Regions from separate parts of the Sus scrofa genome. Here region 2 is linked to region 1. The links are chromatin contacts, called in public HiChIP or PLAC-seq maps. All regions are on one chromosome and are shown on one strand. The core of a region is the stretch at or near the end of the contact, and the rest is flanking DNA. Distances in the headings are between cores, read along the strand shown.

Region 1 (5,718 bases), core at 2,172-4,671:
AATGGAGTCGTGGTTTTTCCCCCAGAAGAGGGAAGAATCTGGGGACGTATACTGTCTTCATGCATCTGAACCCCTGATGGGCAGAGGAAGGAGACTAGTTCTGCGTTTCTTCAATGGACAGGACCATGTTCATTTGCAAAAGCTCATATTGAGCTAATTTCAGCCAAATATAAGGAATTATAATCATAAAAAAAAAAAGACTAGAAGGAAATACTTTCAAATGGTGCTCTTTGGGTTGTGAGAACTTAAGCAATTTCTTTACGTCCTTGTGTAGTTTCCAGATTTTCAGCTAAGCATATATTTTTTAAAATAATCTTGAAAAAACTAAAATATTAAACAAAAGAAAAGATGATGCATGTCAGGAATGCTGTAGTAGGAGTGGGAGACTGGACTTGGTCTGAGATTCTGCTAAACACGAATCTCATTTTCAAGCTTCACAAAACTGAAATCCCTTCCCAGTAGAAGGGCTGCCCTCACCTCAGAGGACAGAGGACAGGCACCTGACAAAGCAGCACTGAGTCCAGCTCCAGAAGCACCGGGACCAACTGCCCCAAAAGAAGGTGTCGCCCAGGGTCCTGAAGCCCATGAAGTGGGGGAGGGAGCTCCCCCCACCCCCCCAGCAGTAGGGTCAGCCCAGTCTCCTCTCTGGGGACATCATTATCAGAGTGTGGCAGAGTAATGCCTTCTCCCAACTTTTAATTAGGAAACCAGCCTTGAGCTGGATTCTAAGCGGCAGGAGGGAGAGGCAGGGGCAGGTGATGAGACAGACACTGGAACCCGCAGCAGCAGTTGTGGGTTCTTCCCCCAGCCTGGTCTCCCCTCGCTGTGTGATGCTGGGTACAGCCCTTCTCTCTCTGGGCCTCAGGGTCCCCATCCGTAGTTTCAAGAGGTTGAAGAGAATGAGTTCTAAGCTGTTCTCCAATTCGGAATCAGCAGCTGAGGCCACAGGCCCTTGGCCATACTTTAAGTTTCCATGGCCCAAAGGACCACAGAAGTCTTTCAAACCCATTGTTACACCCCTGCCTTTAATGAAGCCACATCTGGAGTGTATCTCCTCTGATCCCTGTTGTGTATAGTTTCTCACAGCTGGATCTCCATAAATCAATTTGTTTTGCAGACAAGTTCCCAGAACTATCCAGAATCCTACCCAGAAGAGTCAGTTTTATTTCCCTTCAGTTTCTGATTCCCTCCAGTTTCTGAGCCCAGTCCACCTGGGGACAAGCTCCCAGAGTCTTCAGAATCCCATGGCCAACCACAGTGTTGCAGAGTGGCTAAGGCTCACACTCCCGGCCTCTACTTGCAGGCACAGAGGGTGAACCGACCTGGACCCTCTTACTGGGCCCTCTCAAGAGCAGTGTCCCCACTCCAGGGTGAAAAGACTGGATGAAAGTAACCCCGGATACTCCCTGCAGCTCTTGGGTTCAAAGTTTTCCTGCAGATGAACTAGTTATGAGCAGCAAAGGGGTGAAGATTAATTTCCCTGCAGATGGAAAGGGAAGGAGAACTGGGAACTAGCAGGGGCGCTTGCTCGTTAGTTCTGCCACAAAGCACCAAACAGGACAGAATCCAGGGCTTCTATGAAGAGCAAACATTCTACCGGCAGGGGTTGGATATGTGCTGTTTCTGACAGCTGCTCTGGTCCTCAAGGTATTTCTGAGATCTGGCAATGAGGACTCTTTGGTCAGGAAAAGGTCCCTGAGCCCCTACTCTGTTGAGTGCTCTGAGCCCACCTCATCTCATTCAATCCTCATAATCCCTGAGACTCAGGTCCTGGCACAGCCTCTATTTTACACTGAGGAATTGTGGCTCAGAGGTTAAGTAACTTGCCCAAAGTCACAAAACTGGCAAGCTCACCAACCGAATTTATAACCAAGTCTGTCTTTCTGCATATCCCAACCTCTTTTAAAGCTACTCTGCCAAATAAAGCCAAACCCCTGATTGTTTTCCTACCAACAAGAATCTGGGCTCAGACTCCATTTGGGAGAATTTTTAAAGATAATTTTCAACACATATACTTAGCTTAAGTACATGTACTTAGCTTAAAAGGCCTAAGAGCACTCAAGGTTTCTAATAAAACTGGCAGTCCCCTGTCCCACCCTCCCCCCACCACACGCAGATCTGGCTCTGCAGAGAGCCCCTCCTGTCCACATTTCCAGCGATTTCTTCCAGTATTTGCCTCCAAATTTCAAAGAACGCATTGGCCCTGCTTGCTCATGATTTCTCAGTTTGAGACCACTATTACTGACTTTCTATTATGGAAAATGAAGGATCTCTGACACCATTTTTCTCCCTCTTGCTGTCTCTCTCTCTCTCTCTCTCTCTCTCTCTCTCTCTCTCTCTCTCTCTCTCTCTCTCCCTCTCTCACACTCACACACACACACACACACACACACACACACACACACTCCCCCCGCCCCACCTATTTGTGTCTCATTGCCCTCAGAGCATCTGGGGGAGCCTGAGCTAGACCAGACTTCTCTGCAGGGAAGGGGGATGGAGTTTTGACCTTTGGTTAAATGCAGCAGAGTTAATGCAAACATCTATCGTTACTCTCTCCCAGAACTCCAATGCAAAGCACCTCCCATAACGACGGTTTGAAGAGAGACACACATCCTCTCTCCTTGAATCTCTGAGGGGCAGAGGACAAACACACTGGGTGGCCTCCAAGCGGGGGTCCAGAGCAGTAAGGAAGTACAGGGAGACAGATTACAGCTTCATGAGAAGCCATCCAAGAATACAATGGACAGCCTGTGAAGGGGGAAGAGGTCCCCACAGGCAGTGCACAAGCTAGGGTCAGCTGGCCACTGCTGGGGACAAGGGGGGATTTCTGCTTAGGGGGGAGCCGGACACGTGACTTCTAAAGTCCCTACAAATTCCCTAACCCAGTAACTTGCTTCCTTTTATAACAGTTGGCAGTCAGAATCCAGTGGTGCTTTGCAATCACTCTTGAGTTAATAACCAGAGCTGCCCGGGAGACACACCCATTTGGCAATTTCTTTTTAGGACACTGAATTAACCATCTGAACAGCGATGAGCCATCGGTTCCCCTGACCTCTGCCTCATAAAAGAAGGTTCAAGATGATTCACAGAGCAATCATGACATGTCTGATGGGACAGAACCCTCAGTCCCACGGGTTTTAAGCCCTCTGAAGACAGGGAGGTGCTAGATGGGGCAACCGCAGTGGATCTGGCCGTGAACTTGGGCCTCCCTGGCTTTGCAGCAAGAGTCTCAAAGGAGAAACAGAAGAAACGCTCCCAAAACTTGCCTTCCCAGGCTTTTGTTTTAAGAGAAAGCGCACAGAGTGGGAAGGTGGGCAAAATGGAGCCCTAACTGGACACCTGCACCTGGAGGAGCAGGTCTGCATCCCAGTGGTTCAGCACTGGTTCTGCCCCCGACCTGGCATTTTGAAGGGAACACGCTGCCCAGAGATGTGCCTCTGCCATGACCCCTGTACTCTCCAAGCAGAACAGATTCTCGTTAATTCCTCTGCCACGACTGGCAATGTGGTATAACTGGACTAAGAATGAGGGGAGGGCCGTGGTCAGGGTGTATGAGCTGCCTGACCTGGGCAAGCTGCTTCCCCTCCCCTCCAGGATGCACCAGGTCACAGCAGTTACAACTGAGCTCTGGAGCAAGACTGTCTGGATTTAAATTCTAGCACTTTCACTGATTGGCTGTGTGACCTTAGACAAGTTCCCCACCTTCTCTGAGCCTTAGTGTCCTCACCTTTAAATTGAGGGTAGGGGGAGATGGGGGAGGGGAGGGTAGGACCAACACCTAACTCACTGGGTATTTTCAGAATTAAGTTAGCTCATGTACATGAAGTGTTTAGAGGAGGACCCAACTCATGGTATTATTATCATCATCATTAATAGCTGCTGATAATACAAAGGAGACAGCAATCCTCAGTCAACCCTATAGCAGCCAACAAAATAATACTCTTGAAAACAAAACTCTGAAGCTGTGTGTAAGTGTGAGAAACGTGGTGTGTGGTGCATTAAATCTCATAAACATTAGGAGACTAAGAGGCCAGAATTTCCAACGCCACTTGCAAAATAAACATTGAGGCTCTGATACAACGAACCATGTGGCAAAGTCTTTGGAACTTTTTATCAAGATACGAAACCTTTTATACTTTATAACTTAATGCAATACAGCAAAGCCAATATCTGAAGTAGGATTTTTTTAAAAAAAAAAAAAAAAGAGTACCGATGTAACACTTTAAGAAAAACATACCCAGGCCAAGTTTAGAACACTGATTACTACACAGAATGACAGGTATTGACAAAGAAAATGTGGTCCTTAACTTGCTGTGTGATCTTAGGCAAACCCTTTCACTCATGGGCCTCATTCCCCATCAGCTACCCTGGGCACCGAATGATTTCTGGGTGCCTTCCAGATCTGCAGCCCACAGATGTGAGGTTTGGAGGATTTTTTTTTTTAGACCAATAGACTTGGCCTCAATGAAAGCACTGTGGTATTTTCTGAGCTGACAACACCACCTAGTGTGTGTGTGAGTAGGCACCAGTGACCAGCCAACCAAGACCTGCCTTCTTATTCTCACTCAAATAAACTTCTACTCAAAATCTTGTCCACAGACCAGCAGTGCTGGCACCATCTAGGTGCTTTCGAGAAAGGCAGAATCTCAAGGCCCATCCCAAACCTAAAGGATGGAACTTGAATCTTCCTTTTAACAAGACGCCAGCTGATTCCCATGTAAAAAAAATTGTAAAAAGTATTGTTTTAGTAGGAGGAGAAAAGGGAAGCTAGATAGTGCAAGAAACTTTTAACACACAGTTAGCCAGTGAGCCCATAAAGAAATCCAGAAACCCATGCAAATACATAAACCCCAAAAACAAATTTTTTCCCTACTCACATGGAGGGAGTCTGTCATGTAATGAAGGTTCAGGTTCTTAGGAGTTCTGACAAGTTTTCAAAAAGGAATCTTCTGGAATGGTAAGTAGGCATCTGATGAGATGGGCATGCCTGAACCAGAGTTCCAAAGGTACTGGTATTATCTACATTGTTATTAATGTAATAATCATATGGATGACCCTTTGTTTCCATAAATTCAACATGAACTTGGCCACTCTGAGCTCCCAGAGGCCACCTCAGGTTCTAGCTATGTGGCCCATCACAAGATAGCAGTTGACTTCTTCAAAGCCAGCAGGAGATTCTCTACGCAGGCGACCTCTAGAGGCTGAGGTTCTCAATCCTACAGCCACAAGGACCTGAATTCTGCCAACAGTGGGCTTGGAAGAAGAGCCCAGGTCCCAAGTGAGACTGCAGCCCCTGCTGACACATTGATTTCAGCCAGTGAGACTGAGAACGGAGCAGAGAACCCACCTAAGCCATGCCCAGACTTACGATCTATAAGAATGGGAAAACAATAAATGATGCTGTTTTAAGCCACTATGTGTCTGTGGCAATTTATTACACAGCAATAGAAAATTAACACAGATTTTGGTACCTGGAAGTGAGATGCCACCGTAATGAATACCCAAAATGTAGGAGCAGCTTTAGAATTGGGCAGGAGGAAGCTAGAGAAATTCTGCAAAACCTGATAGAGAACAGGTTTCCTTAAAGAGACTCTTTAGTGGAAATATAAATGTTGAGGATGCTGCTGGTGAAGTTTTAGAAGGAAGTGAGGAATATGTTATTAGAAAGTGGAAAAAGGAGATCTTTATGATATAGTGACAGAAAGCTTAGCAAAATTG
Region 2 (5,778 bases), core at 200-2,699, 160 kb before region 1:
ATAGTGACTGTGGACAATAATACAGTATTGTAGTCCTCGAACCTGCTAAGAGACTAGATCGCATTTATTCCAGCCACAAAAAAAGAAAAGATAATTATGTGATGCGAGAGCTGCTATGTCTACAATGGCAATCGTATCACAATATATAAAGGTCTCAAATCAACACACACACCTTAAACATATATGATGCTGTTTGTCCAGTACATTTCAATTAGAAAAGAAAGAGAAGCTCGAGGCCAGGGAGATGGGTGGGGAGTCAGGGTGGTGTCCAGCCCCCCATCGTGGGCAGTGGTGACAAAGAACCGCTGATAGGAGAATGGAGGGCAAGGAGAAGTTATGAAGTGTCCACCTGCCTGGCCTCTTTGCTCTCAGCTGGACCCACTTGCTCAACCCTTCCAGCAGGCTCTACCCGACCCCAGATGCAGGACTCAACCCTCTCCGCCAGTCAGGGCTCACCAAGAAGCAAGAGGTCAGTAGCTCTGGGCCTCAGATCCCAGGTGGCCGTGTGCTGGGCCAGCTCAGAACACGTGTGGACCTTTGTGCCAGGGCCTCTGTCCTAAGGTTCTCCATGTCCACTGGTGGAACCCTGCAGGCCTGCCTCACTCCTCATGGCAGCCCAGCCTGGCCACCTGCTCCAGGATGTGGTTCCTGCCTTGCTTCCACCTGTCCCTATGGACCAGAGTCTTGGCCTAGCACCCCAGTTCTCCAGATAAGTCCCTGACCCATGGACCCCACTGAAGTGTTGGCTTTCTATATCCAGAGGCTCCCAGAGTCAGTGCTGTGTTCCAGCCTCCTGCAGGAACCCTCACGCCTCCCAATGTCTGGGATACATTCAATGCACTACCACTTCCCAGAACAAGCTCTGCCTCCAGCCCACACCTGCCCTTTCCTGTAGCTGAGTCGTCCTGCTTCCAGAGAAAGGACTGGTGTAAGCCTGGGGCCCATCAAGTCCCTTCTTCCTGCTCCATTAACATATATAGCCAGGCCTAAACAAATGGCAAATAGAGACTGTTGAGACAGGCTCTGTATTTAAAGTACTCAGCACAGTGACTCTTAGAAAAAGAAAAAGCAAGGAGTTAACAGGGCCTAAGCCATGTGGTAGTAGGTCCCAGTGCAGGGCCTCTCAGACCGCAGGTGCATGGGAGAGGCATGTGGATCTTGTCAAAATGCAGATCCAGTAGATCCTGGGTGGGGTCCAAGGCTTTGCTTTTCCAACCAACTCCCAGGTGAGTCCTTGGACACCCTTTGAGTAATAAGGCTCTGGTGGATTTGTAAAGGAGTTGTAAGCTATGCTAGTCATGAGGGCCACAAATAGCCCATATGGTGCCTTATGCAAATTAGAAGAAGGGGCCCCTTTACTGTCTGTGCTTGGCAAGCTATGCTCAGCTGGGCTATGGGGAACCCTGGCCATATTTGGCAGTCTGCCAGCCACCACTGCTAACAATTAGTATTTCCCACTGTGTAAGACGTTAGGAAGTGGTTAAACAGCGGTTATCACAAGACTCTCTCAGTCTGCCCTAGCCTTTGGCAAGGGCCAAGCACACCTCTCCAGGGTATCCATTCTGCCTGACTTATGGGACCCAAGCCCTTGGAAGGTCCTTTGAAGGATACACCTTGGAGATTACAGGCCAGGCATCAAGGACCCGTGTCTGTTAGAGCAGTGGGAGGGCCTTTCTCCCTAGGCCTGCAATCCAGCTTCCAACAAACTTCACATTGAAACCTCCAGGTGCAACACTCCAGCCCCAAATGTTTCAGAGAAATCAAAGTCTTAATTGGAGGCAGTGAAGTGTGCTGGGAAAAACCTGGACACAGAGTCTGACAGGCTGGGTTTCAATCCCTGCTGTGCCCCTAACAAGCTGTGTGGCAGTGGGCAAGTTACTTAACCTCTTTGACCTTGGCCTCCTGGTCTATAAGATGAGGGTCCTAACATTCACCTCTTAGGGTGGTAAAAATGAAATGAGATGATCTGTGTTGAAGCATCCTTGTCTGACTCACAGTGGATGTTCTACACATGAATTCTCTCTGTTCTTTGGGAGAGAAATATAGGACAGGGAAGTTTAGGGTTCATCTGGAGAGAATTGGTAGCTTAAAAACTATTTGGCAGCCTAAATAAGTTACAGAGTCCAGGAGCAGTAGAGCTAGAATGGCCCTATCATATTGTCTAGTACTCATTCAATACCCTCACTCACGGTTGGGAAAATAGAAGCCCAGGGAGAGAAGAGGACGTGTTCAAGGAGTAGCAGATCCAGGACCAGAAGCCCCAAAGCCCAGGTTCCCTGGACAATGCAATCTCTAGCTGGCAAGACCCATGGTCTCACCACCGTCCGTGTCTCCTCTCCTTCCTCGACACACAGCAAAACCTCATCTCTTTCCCCCACTCCTGCCCCCCAGGCATCAGTGGTCTAGCCAGTAGAACATGCTGGCAGTGGAGTTTATCATCTTCCATGGTCTCTTCTCCCTCCCTCCCCAACTTCGGCTACCAGCTGGAAGAGGCTAGTGTGGTCTTGAATCCTCCAGATGGCAGAGTCACAGGACATAAGCATCCTGGGTCCTTGAGTCACTGCCTGGAGGGGGGATGCCCAACTGGGAACCACCACAGTGGACTTTGCAAGTGTGAGAACTAAGCTGCTACTGGGCTAAACCACTGAGATTTTCATTTAATTGCAGTTAGCCTACCCTAACACACTCTTTTTGCCACATCCTTTTTATTTTCACAACTGGGAGAGCTCTGTCTAGTTGAGCCAAAATATGATAAATGCTTCAAACCCTAGTCCAGACGCAGCTGAGAGACCCTGGCTTACCATTGGTCCCGGGGCTCCATGCTCTCCAGGTTCACCCTAAAACAGAAAGACACGGGCTTGTCACTCAGATAACAGTGTGCGGCAGAAACAAGGATGGGCAGTGAAGCAGATGTGTGCCTCTGGGGTCCAGTGACATAGTTACCTTTTTGCCTCTCAGCCTTTCCAGAGGAACATCCCCCGTCAGGATGGCACCTGGCTCTCCCTTCTCGCCCTGCAATTCAGAGAACCTTTCAATGAAGCCAGGCCTCCACCTTACTGCCTATCCAGAGGTGTAGGCATCCTATTGCCATGGTTTCTCTGGCCTTCATCCGCCTCCAACCCCACTGCCCTGACATGACCTCTTTCTAGAGTATTACAACGGCCTCCTAAGCCAGTAAAGGTTTTCTGGACTGTTCCCTCAATACACTATGAGAGTCACTGTCTGAAAGCACAGGCTGGGGTCCTACAAGCCCCTCCAGGGCTCCTGCTGCTGCCAGATGGGCATTGCCACTCTCCATCCTCCAGGAACCAGCCCCAACAGTGTCCTTCCCACCTTTGGCCACGTGGCTCCACCCCGGGAACATCTGACTCCTAATATATTCAGTGTCAAGATTTCCTAATGACTCAACTTGAGATCTTTTCCTGCCCAGAATCCTTATTCTTTTCAAACATTTGAAATTGGGAAAGAGATGAGCATGAAGAGTGCAGGCCTCTCTCAACACAGGGGCCCTGAGTCTCCATGTAGAACTTGGCCTTCAAACTCTGGGTTCCTGTGCAAGCACTTACTTGATCAAATTTATCTTAGTTGCTGGGAAACAGGGGAGATGAGGAGACTGGTGGCGGGGACAGAGGATGCTGTCCCCAATCCTGTCCTCAGCAGGGCTATCTATTATCCCAGGAAGCTTCCAAGAAGATATGTGCCCAGAGAAAGGTCCAGGAAGAGAAACTACTCAAGGCTCTGGCCTCAAACTTCAGTGCGAGCCCCTGGGGAGCTGGGCTGGACCACATGTAAGTCTCCCTTCAATAGGGCTGGAAGCAGCTCGGGCAGTGGCGCCAAAGCAAGCATAGTAGCCTCTTTTCTCCAATCCCCTAAGCCCACCCGTGATATTTGGATCTTACCACTCCGCGGGTGAGGAGAAGTGGTCCTGCACATGCCAGCAGCAAGAGGAAGCAAGCATAAAAGCATCAGAGGCAGAGCAAGAGAAAGCACATTTGCTGTAAGCATTGGAACAGAGCCTGGGTGCCCACCCCCAGTTTTCAAGGTGGCAGGGCATGAGGGGCAGGGATGGCACGTAGGTCCTTCTAGATGTACCTGACCTTGTCACATAGGAAACAGAGTGTTTAAAGTAAAGAGCCACTCTTGCTGGACTGGGCCTCCTCCCAAGTCAGAGCTGCGCTGGCCCTACCTCATCTCTGTAGGCCCGTGGAAGCAAAAGGCATCCCAAGACATCACCCCACGTAGTGCCAAACTTAAACCCCTTTACTCAGCACACCGAACCCTCCACCCCCTGGAACTGTGGTCCAGCAGACACTGGAGACTCCCCTTCCTTGGGGCTCAGATGGAAGAAGGAAAGACAGCAGCCCACACTCCCTCCTCTTAGCAACACATCTGCCCTCCTTGACTCCCCAAGGTGGGCTCAGGGGTTGCTCCTGCTGGATTTGTACAGACCTCCATGACAGCAATGGCCATGCTTTCTGCCGGCTCTCTATATATCTGTTCCTCACCCCTAGTGCCTAGGAGGGTAAACTGGCTGGCACGACTTAGGGAATGGAGGTTAAGATGGATAAGCACATAAATCGATGGATGAATAAATGAATCCAATCCAGAGTTTCTGCAACCTGTGTGTAGATGTCGCTCTCCCCTCATCTACAAAAACCATCTGGGAAGCTAATTCTAGGAGGCAACTGGGGAAAGGTAGAAAGGTCATGTTCATGCCCTTAGAATTCTCAGGAAATGCTGTTCATGCTAAATATGTCTTCCAAAAATTCTAGATCAAGACTGGCATCCTACTGCAGAATGTCCCATCTTATTATAATAATACTAATAACTTAATAAGATAATAATAATTTCTAAACATTAGCATTCATCATATTCATTACTTATACCTTCTTTCATCCAACAAATGTTTCCAGAGCCATTCGTGTACCAGGCTAAGTACTGGAGCTACAGAAAAGGAAGTGGATGTGCCTGCCCTCGGGGAGCTCATACCTAATGGGGGTGCCCTGCACAAGGCCAGACAGAGTACAGCACAGGTAGGAACAGCATTCAAGCAAGTTGAAGGTCAACTTCTCTTTCCAAACAATGATGGAAACCTATTTCTCCACCCACCCCACCTGCGCCCTGGAGGAACCTGGAGATTATGAAAGTTAGCAGCTGCGAAGTGACTGTTCCTAGATGCGGAGTTTCTGCTGGCATGATGAAAATGTTCTAGCATTAGGTAGAGGAGATGGCTGCACAACCTTGCAAATGTTCTAAAAAAAAATCACTGGATTTTGCAACTGAGAGGGGTGGATTTCATGGTATGTGAATTTTATCTTATTTTTTTTTAAGTTAATAGCTACTTTCAGCCCATTTGAAATATTTAGCAGCTCCTAGAGCACAATTCCACCCCGACGCCTAGACTCCTCTTACCTGTTCTCCTTTTAGTCCTGGAAAGCCAGGCACGCCAGTGTCACCCTTTGGTCCTCTGGGGCCCTGGAAGGAATCATTGGAGAGTATTTGGTTGTTAAGGTTCAAATGCTTTAACGAAATGGAGGGCTTCTTCTTCCGAAAAGTAAAAGAACACAGAATGCCAGTGGAAGTCATATTTAGTTGTTATGTTTTCTGATTTTAAGTGCTCTAAGGTTGTGGTCTGGAGGAAAGAAGACAGCACTGAGGGTCAGGAGGCCTGGAGTCCCTTTCCCCTCTGAGCTGTAGTTTTCTCTAATAGGCACCACTGAAACTGCCTGGTCCTGCTGCCTGTGCGCTCCTGGGTCCTCAGGGCCTTCCTGCAGCCTG

The links. HiChIP or PLAC-seq counts read pairs in DNA pulled down with a chosen protein or histone mark.
Region 2: a contact with region 1 is called in an H3K27ac HiChIP or PLAC-seq map of alveolar macrophages. The contact joins two enhancer-like sites. A contact is called at or near these places in 1 of 47 Hi-C or Micro-C datasets (embryonic fibroblasts) and 1 of 2 datasets of contacts at active chromatin or transcription factors (alveolar macrophages).

What each region holds. Positions count from the first base shown.
Region 1 is chr1:240,645,179-240,650,896 of Sscrofa11.1, reverse strand. No RefSeq gene overlaps it. Among named protein-coding and RNA genes, the nearest start is that of GALNT12, 53 kb to the right of the region's middle. Within about 2 kb of position 3,421, at least 20 of the 83 cell types and tissues checked have an H3K27ac peak or open chromatin away from gene starts, as enhancers often do. A contact at or near this core is called in alveolar macrophages, where this site is marked.
Region 2 is chr1:240,799,757-240,805,534 of Sscrofa11.1, reverse strand. COL15A1 (collagen alpha-1(XV) chain) reads right to left here. Exons shown (of 42, transcript XM_021066594.1): 23 at 5,413-5,475; 24 at 2,944-3,012; 25 at 2,802-2,837. Among named protein-coding and RNA genes, the nearest start is that of TGFBR1, 58 kb to the left of the region's middle. Within about 2 kb of position 1,449, at least 9 of the 83 cell types and tissues checked have an H3K27ac peak or open chromatin away from gene starts, as enhancers often do. A contact at or near this core is called in alveolar macrophages, where this site is marked.